2 separate regions of the Mus musculus genome follow, and region 2 is linked to region 1. Evidence: chromatin contacts called from public HiChIP or PLAC-seq data. All regions are on one chromosome and are shown on one strand. Each heading gives the region's core, a stretch centred on a gene start, on an enhancer-like site or on the middle of the called end of the contact. The rest is flanking DNA. Distances are from core to core; before and after follow the strand shown.

Region 1 (5,205 bases), core at 2,487-4,986:
TCACCTCTTGTTAAAATTTGAAGGCATTACATGCTAATTATACCCAGGGAGGAAAGGACTTGGCTTTAGGACCTTTCAAACCATCAGCACAGAGAGCTAGACACTCAAGAGAAACCATGAATGTATTTATCATTTATACGTGTTACACAGAGGCAAGCAGTTGAGGAAGAGGGTGAGAGAGAGAGAGAGAGAGAGAGAGAGAGAGAGAGAGAGAGAGAGAGATACAGAGTCTGCGTGGTTGTTGTTGCTGGTTGTTGCCACTATTTTTATTTGGGAAAAGAAAAATAATTTTATTTAAAAGTGGTAAAGAAGGGAGGTGGAGAGATGGCTAAGCAGTTATGAACACTGGCTGCTCTTCCAGCGGTTCTGACTTCAATTCCCATCACCCACATGGTGGTGGCTCACAATCACCTATAAAGGGATCTGATGCCCTCTTCTGTCTACAGGTGTCCATGTAGCAGAGCACTCATACGTTAGATAAAAAAATAAACTTAAAAAAGATTTCAAGAGGTTATAAAAAGATGTTAATGGCAAAGAAGAGTGTTCTCATTCTTGATCTGCATCTCAAGAGTTAGCATGTCTGCATAAATTAATTGCATTTCTGTGCTTGCCACTTAATTGTTTAGCGTTGATCTCAAACCCCATGTTCATCTTACCCACATTTCCTATTGCTCTTCGGTCATGCAAGCCAATTCAAGTTTCTGTTTTCTTTCTGGCAGAAGAACGTCCTTTAATGTGGTTTGATTCTCCCTCCATTCCCTTCCTTCTTCTGTTTCTCTTTTTCTTTTTAAACACAAATCTGCTGGCAGTGACTTTGCTCAGTTTTTGCTCATTTGAAAGAATCTCTTTTCAGCTTCAATATGGAGAGATATCTTCACTGTGCACACAACAGTCTAGAAAGGCAGTCTTAATTTCTTTTAATGCTTTAAACTCTACATTTTAGTTCATGTGGGTTTTGACAGTGTATATGTTCTTACTCTTCATAGACAATGGGAATATATAGTGACTCCTGGCTACTATTGACATTACTTTATACTGACTTATAGCAAATCAGTCAAATATACTCTATTACAGTTTTCTTCATATTTATTCTTTCCATATTTTATAAAAATTTTAAATTTGTGAATTTAGAATTTCCAGATTTTGAAATTTTTGAATTGTGATTACTCTAAGCTTTTCTTTTTTAAAAAATTCTGGTTTGTTCTACTCTTCTTAAGCTCTAGTTATGTGGAGCCAGCACAGCATTTAATCCCAGCACTAGGAAGGCAGAAGCAGGCAGATCTCTGAGTTCGAGGCCAGCGTGATTTACAGAGTTCCAGGACAACCAGAGCAGTTACCCAGAGAAACCCCATCTTCAAAACAAAACAAAACAAAACAAAACAAAGCAAAGCAAAGCAAAGCAAAGCAAAGCAAAGCAAAGCAAAGCAAAGCAAAGCAAAGCAAAGCAAAGCAAAACAAAACAAAACCAATCAACTAACCAAACAAAAAGATCTGGTCATTTTTAAGTAAGTAGATCTTTGAAAATTCCAATGTGTTGTGATCATTTCTGCCCTCCAGTTCTCTAGCTCCTCCTAGATTCATCCTTATCTCTCTAGCATCCCACATAAATCCCCAACTTGATGTGCTTCAGAAAAAAAAAAAAATAACCCAGAGAGTCCACCTTGTGCCGCCCACATACTCATGTATGCAGGGCCTTCCACTAGAGCCAGGTTTACCGACCAGTAGTCAAACCCACAGACAAAAGTAGACTCTCCCTCCTCAGACACTATCAATGACCTATAGTTCCCTAGTTGAAGCATGGAACTCATGAGCCCCTCATCCTGCTTTGAGCTAGAATGTATACTGACACATTAAAACATTTTTAAAATTATATACATGCATGTGCATATCACAACAGGCATATGGAAGTCACAGGACAACCTGCCATAGTTGTTTCTCTCTTTCCTTGTGTGGAACCCAGGGCTGACCTCACCTAGTGAGGCATGTAGCAAGTGCTTTGAGCTGCCGCTGGGTTGGCCCCTGTTATTCGGCTTTTCAAACTTTCCCCTTTTTATATTTAGTTTTATATGGCTGTCAGTTACTAACTTTCTATCTTTTGATTCATTTTTTTTCCTGTAATGTTTAATTCTCTTAATCTTATCCATGTTTTTATTTTATATATTACTAACCTCAGCTAGTTCACTTGAGTCTTCTTTGGACTTTCCTCTCTCTCTCTCTCTCTCTCTCTCTCTCTCTCTCTCTATCATTCTTTATTTTATTATAGTATACAAGACTTAACATAGCTGACTTGAAGCCGTGGCTTATGAAGTCATTGGCCTGTTGAGATCTAGTGGCATTTTCTCTTACTTATGGATCAGACGTCTCTCTCTGTTTTTGTTCTTTACTCCTCTATGTAGAGAAGTAAGACAGTGTGGTAAGTGCCATTGGGAGGGGCTCTCTGTGTTAGATGGACACAAATCCATCTCTCTGTGAATTAGGATCGGCCTTACTTCTGGCTGGCCACAGAATGCTGTAGAAGTGAAGTTCTGGGATCTTGACTTTTGCTAAGAAGCCTTGCTGCATCTCTGAGAATCCGTGGGGAATTTCTTCTGGGAGTTTGGTTCTGTTCTGTTAGTGTAACTACCTAGAGACTGCTGTGCAGAGAAGCCACAGAGGAGCTCCCAAGTGCCACCAGAGACTGACATTCAGATGAGTGTCACCAAGGCTGCATATGTGTAAATGAAGCCATCTCGGGGTCTCCAGCCAAGGCTACTTGTCACATGAATGGCTCTAAGAGATTTCTGTTTATACTGTGAGAACAATCCTGATCTCTTTCGTAGTACATATGTAAATGCAATGAAGTAGTTCTTATTTTAAAATCTCTTCATTTGGGGCAAATTCTTATGATGTGATAGATAACAAAAAATGTCCTTATCCAACATTGTTTACATAGACAGTTTGCATTCATGAGATTACTCATTGGACTTTAAGCTTTCTGAACCATTCAAAAAATGTGGAGTTCATTGAATTTGTGTTCTCATTGTAGTTCTGTGGATAGCAGAGTAGAGATTGTGTTTATATGCTTGCTTTTAGAATGTCTACTTGGAAGAAAGGAAAAGACTATAATTATTAGTTTTCTTTCATTAGATTAAAAAGTATTTAGAATATATTCAGTCTCCAGATATAATGGGTATAGTTTTCCTGACGTTTCTTGTAGATCTTTCCTGTGTGTTTAACACTTGAAAGCATTCCCCCCGAATTAGCCAACTGAGTATTGTTTAGTTGCCTGCAATTTGCAGTCCTCCTATCCTTTGAAACAATTCTTAAATTCTTCCCCTGCTACTGCAAACATGAGCAAAACAAACACTGCTCATTCTTGATAGAGAAGCCAAACAAAGGAGGAGGGGGTGGGAAGGAAGGGAGGGAGATATCCAGAAAAGGGAATGTGAATAGAGGATGGCACACCACTAAAAGAAATAGTATATTGTCATCAAAGTTTCTCTGAAAGACAGACAAACAAACAATTAAACAAACAAACTCAGATGTATATACATAGTTCCTTCCAAGGCACAACCATAGGGTCACAAACTGGGTGATGGGTCAATTCCTGTACAGGTTAGCTTTCCATCACCATCACCCCAGGAGAAAAACTGTAGACAGGTCTGCAAAATGGAGACTTACATGGGGACTCCTGGGACTGTGAATTCTGCAGAAGGAAACCTGAAACATTTCCTGATTGTTTTACTGATCCATGCAAGTCCACTTCCTGCTTCTCCAAACACTCCAGCTTTCACAGGTAGGTCTAATGAGTTATGCAATGCTACAATTTTATACAAAGAGGTAGCAAACGGGTGCATTACCTGGAAATATCTCACTGTCATAAAAGGAAAACCCTATCAGCAAAGTGTTCATTTATTTGTCCTGTGTGCTACAGCGGAAACTCATTGCCTACTGACAATCTTGATCGTCACAAAAAACACAGCAGTGAAAACCCTTTCTTCCTACAGTCCTCTCAGTTACAAAATAATCAAAGTGAAACCAGAGAACTCGTCATTTTGATGAAGTAATGTAAATGGGTAGAGCGTTTAGAAGGTTTAGGTTCATCTCCGCCTAGACAGCTGTTGGTGCTTTCAAAAGCTCAGAGCACTTTTACATCTTGTAAAGTCCTTTTCTGAGGGATAGCATTAAACTTAGAAAATCTGGTTTCACACAGTGGGAAAAAATCACTGGTCAAGTGAATTTAATTCACATTTATCATCTCATGATTTTTGATGATGCTTACATTTTTCCCATAATTCACTGGGAAAGACAGAAAAGAAGAATAACATACTTCCTAGTCATGATTCAAGGAGAATTCACTTCCTGTGTCAAGATCTAAAGTAAAAACTTCAGGCTTTTTTTTTTTTTTTGGCTTTATTTATTTTTTTTTCTTTCCATTTTTTATTAGGTATTTAGCTCATTTACATTTCCAATGCTATACCAAAAGTCCCCCATACCCACCCACCCCCACTCCCCTACCCGCCCACTCCCCCTTTTTGGCCCTGGCGTTCCCCTATTCTGGGGCATATAAAGTTTGTGTGTCCAATGGGCCTCTCTTTGCAGTGATGGCCGACTAGGCCATCTTTTGATACATATGCAGCTAGAGTCAAGAGCTCCGGGGTACTGGTTAGTTCATAATGTTGATCCACCTATAGGGTTGCAGATCCCTTTAGCTCCTTGGGTACTTTCTCTAGCTCCTCCATTGGGAGCCCTGTAATCCATCCATTACTGTGGGCATCCACTTCTGTGTTTGCTAGGCCCCGGCATAGTCTCACAAGAGACAGCTACATCTGGGTCCTTTCGATAAAAATCTTGCTAGTGTATGCAATGGTGTCAGCGTTTGGATTCTGATTATGGGGTAAGGACACATGCTCCACTATGTTCATAGCAGCCTTATTTATTATAGCCAGAAGCTGGAAAGAACCCAGATGCCCCTCAACAGAGGAATGGATACAGAAAATGTGGTACATCTACACAATGGAGTACTACTCAGCTATTAAAAAGAATGAATTTATGAAATTCCTAGCCAAATGGATGGACCTGGAGGGCATCATCCTGAGTGAGGTAACACATTCACAAAGGAACTCACACAATATGTACTCACTGATAAGTGGATATTAGCCCAAAACCTAGGATACCCAAGATATAAGATACAATTTCCTAAACACATGAAACTCAAGAAAAATG
Region 2 (4,759 bases), core at 1,628-4,127, 320 kb before region 1:
AGCCAGAATAACCAAAGGTCCATCCTGCACTCACAAGCTTGGCTCCTGGGCTAGCCTGCCCCAAACCTCTGGGAGCCGGCCAGGGTCTCTCTAAGGGTGGAGAAAGAATAAAGACTCAAAGCAAACATCCAGAGAGCTCAAGTAGAGCTGCAGGCTGCTTTAGGGTTGCATTTCACAAATTAGCATGGAAATGGGCAATGTCTGGTGTCTAGATTGCTTCTCTACAAGGTGGGAATGCAAGGACAATGCCAGGAATTAAACAACAGCCCATGCTGGAGGACTTCATCGGTGGCCTTCAGCAACTTCTCACGCCCAAGCTGTTTCTGTAGTACCAATTTTTCAGGGGTTTCTGATGTAACTGTCATCTGCCCAGTTTGCCTATAGATTTTAGATCACCCGCTCCATTATGACACAGCTGGGCTATTGAAGATTAGTGGAGCCAGCGAGTGCCTATGTGTGTGTGGACACTCAGTGCCAGCTGTGCCTGCCTCAGTTCTTCTGGCTTCTCGTTTCCTGAGGCTCCCTGAGGCCTCTCTGCCCTCTAGCCAGGCTTGTGCTCCAGTCTCCGCTTAGACTCCACTGGGTCCACATTAAGTCAAGCCCATCTGATATGCACCCTTGTGTGTTTCTTAGATAGTTCTTCTTATCATTGATTACAGTCTTTGCCTGCTGTACTCTCCTGGCTTGTAAATCCCAAAACAGGCACCAGTCTGTCTTGTTCACCCGCAGGGGTCCAGAGCTCAGCAGGATGCCCAACATGCAAATTAATTTGTTTCATTTTTTTGAATCAGCAGATGGAGTTTCTAGTTGGAAGAACATGAAAAAAGGGGGCGTTGACATCCAGAGAAAGTGCAGACGTGCAAATGGACATTTAACAGTTTGAGTGGTGCCCCATGGCTTAGCCACTGTGTATGAGACTTCCCTGAACTCTCTCAAATCCCAAGAAGGATGAACATATCCTTCCAAGAAACCAGCTTAGGAGAGGGACAAGTGGCCCACATCACCTGGAGGGAGGCCTGCTCAGGAATCTCTCCCCCACACAGGCGGTGTCCAAGAAATAGGAACAGAACGTTTAACATTGAGCTCGACCCACTGGAGTAACAAAGCCCTTTCCAAACTAAGAAGAGGAAACATGGAGTACTTAGAGCATCAATGAAAAGAAACCAAAACAACCTCTGCCCTCTTTAGCTCTGCTGTGCCAATCCCATCCAATGCTACCTGGGTGTTTACTGCACCCAAGACTGGACCAGAAAGGAGGAGAAAGGCAGTGTAGCCAGGGGGCCTGTGAGTGCCACCAGGAGCTGCCACCTTTGCCCTGTGTCTACTAACTTCCATGGGACATGGGCCCTTCCATGCATATCTTTCTTCACTCAGAAAGCCTGGCTATCATAAAGATGAAAAACTTGCCTGGAATATATATAGTTGAGCCCCTTTTTCTCAAAAGTCTTATCGAGTTGGTAAAGTACCATTAAACACTAGCTGATCACTAAAAATGTCTAGTTCCTTTTTAGGATTCTGTAGCTCCAGCGGTTACACAGCCATCTTCGTCCTGTGGGGTGTGGTTATGTAGACAGAATGGGTACACAGAGAACAGAGACCACAATGCAGACAGACTCCTCTCACTCTCCCAGTACTGCTTCCATCTAAGCTAAACAGCAAGTCGGGCTGAACTATCTACCATTCACTTGTCGACCAGGCAAGTCCAACCTACACCCGCTTGCCACGTGCACCCAAAGGCAGCAAAATGATTGCAACCTAGCACAAAATCGTAAACTCGCTGGTTACATCATGAGATTATTTTGTTACTCAATTGCACGATCCTCAAATGTGAACGCTGTAGATGATAACACCATGTTCCCATCTACGTCAAATGATTGAATGCATCAGTTCAGAGTCTAAGCTCTTGTGTGCGCCTGTTTTCAACTAGGAATCTCACATTGTTTTTTAATCTGGACCTATCTATCAGTTCCTCTTGAGGTAAAGAAGACAAAGTCATGAGGCTATCTGGGCAGAAGAATGGAACGACTCGGGGTGGGGATGGGGGGGGCAAGGAGCATGAGATCAGGGGCAGTGAGGAAGGGAATGAAGGAGAATGACGTTATAATGAGACACATATATGAAAATATCGCAATGAAATCAATTACTTTATAAGCAAATGTAATCCTCTAAAAAACATGGGTGTAGTTTCCAAAATATCCCCTAGAGGGCACCAGAGTGTCACACCGGAAAAAAAGTTGTGCGTGGTTTTGTTGTTGTTGTTGTTGTCTTGTTTTGTTTTGCTTTGCTTTGTTTTTAAAAAGACAAGTTGGGGTGTGGAGGGCACAGGTAATGGAATATGGAGTGTAAAAAAAATAAATTAATTTTTATCATAAAAAAGACAAGTTTTCCAGTATTTTGTTTGTTTGTTTTGTTTTGTTTTGTTTTTCCAGGCTACTTTTCTGAAATGAAGTCTGAGGTCAGATGTTCCTCACAAGAATATAACTGTACCTTCTAGAAGCATCCTTGGGGCCTCTTGGCATCATCAGCACTCCCTCATTGTATTATCATACATAATACTGAAGTTGCAGGGAACACATGTCACCTGACACCAAGGAGCCATCTGGTCTACCCAGGTCCTGGATGCAGTGTCATAAGAAACAAAGTCCTCCTGGGCTTGCACGCTCTCCCGTGGGTCTCCACTGGCGGCTTCCTCCTTTGGCATCTACCAAGTTGTTCCTTCCACAACCATGTGAAGCAGGGAGAGTAAGGAGGATTAAGCATTTGGTGTGGGAAACTCCCAGGACTTGCCTCCAGTTGTAGCTAATTCAGAGATGGGCCCAGGGAGAGAGGGACATCTGCTAAGAGTCTCCCTAGAGAGCCTCTCCACAGTGCTCTGGCTCCATCTTCTGACATGAGGACTACCATTCACTAGCAGCTACCCACTTCCCTCTGGGGACGTAATCACACTGCTCCCCTTTCCTCGAAGATCACTGATCCTTACTGGGTGCTGTGAGCTTCTGGGCTGTTGTCAGAAAATCAGTCTCTTGCTGATAAAGAAATTGCAGCACGTCACAAATTTCTATGTGCTTTGTCTCTTGGTCCTGGTGTGTTGTGACACCCTTTGTCTTAGTTAGGGTTTTACTGCTGTGAACAGATACCACAACCAAGGCAAATCTTATAAAACAAAAAACAAACAAACAAAAAAAAAACCATTTAATTGGGTCTGGCTTACAGGTTCAGAGGTTCAGTCCGTTATCATCAAGGTGGGACCATGGCAGCATGCAGGCAGGCATGGTGCAGGAGGAGCTGAGAGTTCTACATCTTCACCTGAAGGCTGATGGCAGAATATTGGCTTCCAGGCAGCTAGGATGAGGGTCTTAAAGACCACACCCACAGTGACACACCTACTCCAACAAGGCCATACCTCCTAATAGTGCCACTCCCTGGGCCAAGTATATACAATCCATCACACCCTTACTACTTTGTTCTGTCTGTCTGTTCTTCTGTCTGTCTGTTTTTCAAGAAAGGGTTTCTCTGTATAGGTCTGGCTGTCCTGGAAATCTGTGTGTAGACCAGGCTGGCCTCCAATGCACAGAGATCCACCTGCCTCTGCCTCCCAAGTGCTGGGATTAAAGGAATAATGCCACCCCCACTCCCACCCCTTACTTCACCACACCCCACCCCCACCCCAGCATTTCTTTGTTCTATCATCTAAGGTCTCAATGCTTTGCTACATAGTTTCCAAGGACTTTTGACTTCTTAAATGCAGCCTCCTAAAAGAGAAAGACCTTGGGAAATGAGGAAAGTGATCAGGGCTAGTTACAATGCCTAAACAGGCAAATAAGAATCTGTCCAAGTTGATACTCTTTAAACATATCTAGCAATCAGGAAAGAAGAGGATTAGCAAGATGTTTCATTGAGTAAAGTGTTTGCTACACTGATCTTAGACCCTCGGATGTCATTAAAAGTTCATGGTGGGGGCTGGTGAGATGGCTCAGTGGGTAAGAGCACCCGACTGCTCTTCCGAAGGTCCAGAGTTCAAATCCCAGCAACCACATGGTGGCTCACAACCATCCGTAAGGAGATCTGACTCCCTCTTCTGGAGTGTCTGAAGACAGCTACAATGTACTTACATATAATAAATAAATAAATCTTAAAAAAAAAAAAAGTTCATGGTGGCATAATGGTGACATCCAGCACTGTGGGGGCAGAGACAGAAGGACCACTGGCTAGTCAGATGATCTGGTGGAATTAGTGAGCTCCAGATTCAAAGAGAGACTCTGTTTCAAAATGTAAGGTGGAGAGGAACAGAGGGCGGGTGATAGTGACTTATGGTTTCCACACTTGGCACACACACCTGCATACATCATGCACACACCTACAGAGAGGGAGAGGGAGAGGAGAGAGGGAGAAGGAGAATCAGAACAGAATAACAAAATACATAGGAGGATTCTGGGAGCACTCTGGACTCATCTTCCTTAAAGTCAGCTGGCAGCCAGCCAGCACTTCCTGGGCAGACAGACCCCTTGGGTGTGAAATGAGACAACTCCCCAACCCACCTCCCACAAACACACCTTCCAGGCCAATGCCAGATGTTCCCTGAGAAAAACTCTTGTTCATGTAGCTTCCCCCCCCCGCCCTCAATTTTTTGTTTGCTTTTGTATGTGTACATCGTTGCTGATCAAACCCAGGGTCTTACCCATGCTAGGTCCAACAGCTAAGCTCCCAAACAGCCCCTGGCCAACATCCTCCTGCCTTTCCTGATCCCTCCTGGTGAATG

The links. HiChIP or PLAC-seq counts read pairs in DNA pulled down with a chosen protein or histone mark.
Region 2: an H3K27ac HiChIP or PLAC-seq map of extraembryonic endoderm stem cells shows a contact between it and region 1. The contact joins two enhancer-like sites. A contact is called at or near these places in 12 of 39 promoter capture datasets (the 3T3-L1 cell line, 3T3-L1-derived adipocytes, the C10 cell line and 7 more) and 2 of 115 datasets of contacts at active chromatin or transcription factors (embryonic stem cells and extraembryonic endoderm stem cells).

What each region holds. Positions count from the first base shown.
Region 1 is chr12:91,475,137-91,480,341 of GRCm38.p6, reverse strand. All of the region lies in intron 1 of Tshr (thyroid stimulating hormone receptor), which reads right to left. Among named protein-coding and RNA genes, the nearest start is that of Gm40541, 59 kb to the left of the region's middle. Within about 2 kb of position 3,736, at least 5 of the 459 cell types and tissues checked have an H3K27ac peak or open chromatin away from gene starts, as enhancers often do. A contact at or near this core is called in extraembryonic endoderm stem cells, where this site is marked.
Region 2 is chr12:91,797,034-91,801,792 of GRCm38.p6, reverse strand. No RefSeq gene overlaps it. Among named protein-coding and RNA genes, the nearest start is that of Ston2, 13 kb to the right of the region's middle. Within about 2 kb of position 2,877, at least 9 of the 459 cell types and tissues checked have an H3K27ac peak or open chromatin away from gene starts, as enhancers often do. A contact at or near this core is called in extraembryonic endoderm stem cells, where this site is marked.